2 separate regions of the Hordeum vulgare genome follow, and region 1 is linked to region 2. A link is a contact called in public Hi-C data. All regions are on one chromosome and are shown on one strand. Each heading gives the region's core, a stretch centred on a gene start, on an enhancer-like site or on the middle of the called end of the contact. The rest is flanking DNA. Distances are from core to core; before and after follow the strand shown. Region 1 holds the start of LOC123440632 (S-norcoclaurine synthase 1-like). Region 2 overlaps LOC123445129 (inactive protein kinase SELMODRAFT_444075-like).

The links. Hi-C and Micro-C count contacts between places; a contact is called where the count stands out from the background.
Region 1: a contact with region 2 is called in a Hi-C map of leaf, with 2.2 times the contacts expected there. The contact joins the promoter of LOC123440632 here to the enhancer-like site in region 2. A contact is called at or near these places in 2 of 6 Hi-C or Micro-C datasets (leaf and seedling) and 1 of 1 datasets of contacts at active chromatin or transcription factors (embryo).

The regions. Positions count from the first base shown.
Region 1 is chr3H:564,668,783-564,671,482 of MorexV3_pseudomolecules_assembly, forward strand. It overlaps LOC123440632 (S-norcoclaurine synthase 1-like), which reads right to left and starts at 1,403. Exons shown (of 2, transcript XM_045117196.1): 1 at 587-1,403; 2 at 1-476. The coding sequence starts at 1,134.
Region 2 is chr3H:564,611,461-564,614,160 of MorexV3_pseudomolecules_assembly, forward strand. LOC123445129 (inactive protein kinase SELMODRAFT_444075-like) reads left to right here. Exons shown (of 9, transcript XM_045122069.1): 9 at 75-735. The coding sequence ends at 302. Among protein-coding and RNA genes, the nearest start is that of LOC123445129, 5.2 kb to the left of the region's middle. Within about 2 kb of position 1,266, at least 3 of the 3 cell types and tissues checked have open chromatin away from gene starts, as enhancers often do. A contact at or near this core is called in leaf and seedling, where this site is marked.

The DNA of each region.
Region 1 (2,700 bases), core at 153-2,652, 57 kb after region 2:
GCGGCTCCTCGTCTCCGACCACCTCCTCCAGCGGCCCGTACATGGTGCCGAACTTCCCGCTGTGGAACGTCGCGATGGACATCCGCTCCTCGCGCGCGTTGACCACCGCCCTGTGCTCCACGCTCCTGTACCTCCCGTTGGTCGACACCTCGACCACGTCGCCGACGTTGACGACGAGGGCGCCGGGGAGCGGCGCGACCGGGACCCAGCCGCCTTTCCTCCTGATCTGCAGCCCGGGGACCTGGCTCACCTGCAGCAGCAGCGTCAGCCCGACGGCGTCCGAGTGCGGCGACAGGCCCAGCACGCTGTCCACGTGCGCCTCCGGGCATGGCGGGTAGTAGTTCATCCTCACTGCCTGCGCCGCGGCGAGCCTCGTCATGCTCGCGTGGTCCTTCACGCCCAGGTTCTCCGCCATGGCTCCCAGCAGCTCGCCCGCCACCCTTTGCACCTCCGTACAGTACTTCTCCAAGCAATTCCTGCCACAGCAAACAAATCAAATCAACCGGGAGCTCGTGCTAATCACGAGACGGTGGCTACCTTTCATGGCTACGTGCGGAAGCTTGACGATGACATGATACTGGCTTACTTGAACGTGGAAGGTTTGGACGGCCAGAGGCGGAGGTCGCGGTAGCTGGGCGGCTGCGTGAGGAGGAAGAACATGTCCGCCCAGTCGAGCGTCTGCTCCTCCGAGACGACGAACGCCTGGCCGTACCCCTCGATCTCGCCGGGCTCCTGCGCGAGGGCCGCCTTCTCCGCCAGCGGGAGCGCGAAGAAGCCCATGACGCTCCTCTTCATCTCCTCCAGGGTCTCCTCGGGTATCCCGTGGTTCACCACCTGGAAGAACCCCCAGTCCTCGCAGGCCGACCGCAGCCTGGCGGCCTCCTCGTCCCGCCCGCCGGCGAGGCCGTCCTCGTCCGGACCGAGGAGCCGGCGAAGGTCGACGACGGGGACGTGCTCCTGTTCTTCGCCGGCAGGGGCGTCGGGGCGCAGGTCGACCGTGTTGGGCTGAGCCCGCACGTAGCGGCGGAGTAGAGTCGGCGTGACCGCGAGCTCATCGGGGCGGCCGGCGAGGTCCTGCACGTTGGGCACGGGCAGCGAGCCGCCGAGGTTCCGTGGCTTGGGGTCGTCCATCATCTTCAGGTGGATAGATTCTTGTGCTTGCTCGCTGCTCACCTCGTCACTGATTTATCTTGCAGTTGCAGGTGAAATTAAGGCGGCCGGCCGGCCGGCAAGTTTGGTCTTGTCCGGAGTACTGTGCTCGTGGCGCTCGCCACGTTGAAGAAGGAGACGAGATCCACCAACAAAACTGCTACCTACGTAGATTGCCGTAGTTTAATTGAGCTGTTGTGCAAATGCATGCCAACACAAAAGTCTGAGATACCGACGCGGCAGCTACTGCCGCTTTGTTTGCTTGTAAAGAGGAGAAGGAAATCACACCACGGCCGCCCGCGTGCTACAAGCTTTGCGCCGTCTAGAAGGAACTGGTGCAGTGCCGCTCTCGGCCGTCATATTCCTCGTGCCAGCTCCTATCGTATGCTGCTCAATGCTCCCTTCATCCAAAAATACTTATCAAAAAAATTTATAAATATATTTAAGAATAAAATACATATATTTAGATGTATTCATTCCTTCTTCGGACGGCGGAATGACCTAGTAACAACAACTAAATGTAAGAAAAGAGAGAGAAAACTGATCTTTTCATAATGAACATTATTTTTTATTTACTTATTCGAACACAATACTAAAAGCATCTTCAGCATGCGCGCTTTGACCGGCGTCCAAAAAACTTATATACAGCGTCCGGTTAACTTTTTTTATGACGCCGACCAACGCGGCTACAGCGCTCGCAACATATTTAGCGCGCGTGCGGTGCTTCAACAACCGCTGCAAATTTAGCGCGTGTGCGGTGCTCTAACACCCAAAACTTGTCCAACATGCATATAGTTCATGGTTGTCGTATAGATAAAAACATATAGATAATATAGTACATATAGATAAAACTATTTCAACACATAGATATTAAAACTAGTATATATAGATATAAAACTAATTCGAGTCGTCACTGTAGGTGTTGTCGAAGGTAGATAGAAACGCGTCCTCCCAATGTTCATCGTCGGAGGTGAAGATGGGCGGCAAACCGCTTTGGACGGCCCCGCACTGCGATATGGCGAGTAATTTGTGCCGACGCCTGTCCTGCCGCTCCGCGAGACGCCTTTCCGTCCTCTCCGCCCAGGCATTCTCGTTGGCGACGTCCTTCGGGTGGCGCCAGCGCCATTCCGTCATGGCTCACTCGTCCTCCTCGACGACGAAGAGCCGGCGCTGCTGCCGACGGTGCTCGTGACGGTCTTGCTCCGTGATCAGACGAGGGGGAGGGGCGAGGTTCTGCGCCTGCTCGCGCGTGTAGACGTCGTGGAAGTTCATCTGTGCGCGAGGCCGCCCTAGTCGCCACGCGGCCGCGTCGTACGCGCGGGCGGCCTCGTGCGCTATCTCGAACGTGTCGAGGCCGAGGCGGACGTCACCGGACCGGACCTCGGCGTAGTAGGTGCCGGAGGGGCGCTCGCGGACATCGCTGGACCGGATCTCGGCGTAGTAGGTGCCGGAGGGGCGCTCGCGGACGCCGCGGTAGCCCGAGGATGAACGGCGGCGTGGCAGCATGGTGGCAGAGGGAGCGGCGAGGGAGCGGCAGAGGAAGAGTCGAGA
Region 2 (2,700 bases), core at 16-2,515:
TTCTATTTTTCATTTGCCAACGCCTTACAGTATACTTACAGTATTCAATTCCTTGGACCTCTATAAATTTTCAGGCGGAGCCTTTGGTCGAGAGTCTTGCACTGCACGATCTAATCGATGAGCGCATTGCAGATACGTATGACACGTATGGGCTGTATCATCTAGCCAGAGCAGCGTATCTCTGTGTCAGGACAAACCCGGAACAGCGGCCTTCTATGGGGGAGGTAGTTCGTCTTATCGAGACAGAGAATGAGCACATCAGGGATTTGTCCCGACAATTCATCCCACATTTTACAAAGTAGAAGAAAAATTGAGATCCTACGGAGGAGTAGCTAGCTCTGTGGACACTACATTGAAGGCAGAGCTCACCCGGATGAGATATCCGATGTTCGCTCTAGACAAGAGTCGAACACTAGTCAGCAAGGATGTGCCACCGCGACCTTACCACTCACATTTTACAAAGTGAAGAAACAGTCCCGAGGAAATTCCTGAATACCGATTTCATCACTGAAGTTCCTATGTTGCGCGCAGAAGGATATATCTGGCTCTCACCGGTGAAATGGCAACACATGTTACTGTCTGCTCCCCTGTTTTCTCCTTTCTCCCCCCCTTCTGTTTTGTTCTTCCATGCATAAAATGGTGTGTACGTAGGGAATTACTAGTTCCCTTCTTTTTTATCGTGCTTATCTTTGTAAATGAAATGCCGTTCTACTTCTACTCGGGTTGATTTTCTGAGTTTGTGCTCCCTGTCCCTCATCTTTGCCAGCTACTGTTCTTCTTTGGGTTTGTGGCTGTCGAATAGTCTGATCTGCAGGAAAGGATGCAGGACGAGACGTCGCGCCGCGACCTTTTTTCCGTTGAAGCGCTTTCTCGGCCTGGGTCACGGAAAGAAGAAGAAGAAGAAGAAAAATCTGTTGCAGCATCTCAACGAATTGAAGCTACCATGTGCAGCTTAGGCGCCTGTTTTCGTTTACTTTCTCCATCAGCTTTGCCCTTTCGGGCGAAAGCGATGGGTGCTACTCAGAAAATGATGTGGACAGACTAGCAGAAAATTCTTCCCGATATGATGAGCTGCTGGATGGACGCCACTGCACGCTGCTTAGATCCGAGTTTCTGCCGGAATTGTGCTGCCTGATGGGGGCACGGATCAAATTCTGGTGATGAATTAGCAATGAACGAATAAATCGTGCTCAAAAGCAGTGAACAGACAATGCGGGTTGCTATCCGCCGTCCCTTTCCGGGCCCTGCAAGTTGGCGACCATCATTAGGCGGCCGAACTGCTCCCATGATTTGGGTTGGAACGAATGAGATGCCATGGCGATTGACTGGATGGCGGATGCAATTGGACAACATCAATACTTCCTGATGAGTAGAGTTAATTAAGAGTAGGATTTTGAGGTATTGTAAACCTGGAGTGGACTTGATGACAAATGGTGTACAAGTATATAGCTGATTGCTCTCCCTGGCCCTGTTTGGATACTCTAACTCGGTTAGAGGTTAGAGTTAGATTCTAACCCTGGATTAACCCTAAACTAACTCTAACCCTGGATTAACCCTAAACTAACTCTAACCAAAGAGGTGTTTGGATGGAAGGGTTAGATTGTCAATAAATGAACCTTTTTCAATCATTTGGCTCCTTTATCAAGGATTTGGTGTGGTGGAGGTAGAGAGAAAAGTAACTTTTTTTTGGGCCCAACCCAACTCTAACCCAAATAAGCACCTCTTGGATGGGTTAGTTTTTTTGATGGGTTAGATGCATCTAACCAACTCTAACCCTCCATGTTTGGATGTTTTGAAGTTAGATTGGTCCAATCTAACCAACTCTAACTCTAACCCATGGATCCAAACAGAGCCCCTGACAATGTCAAACTATAATCTACGGTTGTACACTCTATCTTTTCACCTAACTAGTAAGATGCCCGTGCTATGCTACGAAATCACATAAAATGAAATGGAATAAAAAAAAGTATAAATCAAATGTAGTACTGCATCTTTTTGTCAAGATATGGTTAGGCTTTAGACACATAAAAGAATAACAGAGTTATATGCATCTGGGCAACTATTTTCAAATGCATCATGCATCGAAGTTACATTTATCATTGGCCCAGAAAACACACCAATTTGATTTCTCATGTGAAGTTGTGTTGGCATTACACCACCATAAGATTTCACGTTGTAGGTGAAACTCAGCTTCAGTTACATCAACAATTATAAAAGCACCGAACAGATTTTTAACGACACGTACACCCAAATCTAGTCTAGTGCCCTTGACCTTGATATACATATCGACCGTAAACTGCTGAAATAGACGCTTGCCATGTAATATTGAGTTGAATATCGCAGGGCGTGTTTGTAACCTATAACAATAGTACTATCTAATACAGACGCAGAATCGAGCACTCATTTCTACATAAAAGCGAAGAGGAAAAGTTAGGCTATCACAAGTATGGATCTAAGGGAAAACACAAAATTATAGCAAAAGACTAACCAGATTCGTCATCTTCATTTTCATTAGACTGTAATGCCGCATGCAAGGATACACCAACGTTTGGGATCTTTGGATGCCAACCAAGTTCCCCTCTAGGAAAGAAAAGGGGGTATGAGAGGGGGTCGTAGCAACCATAATATGGCTGTATAGTTGTTCCCGTATAAGATAACGTTGCAAATGAATCTTCGTCTACGAGAAGTTATAAAGTTAGC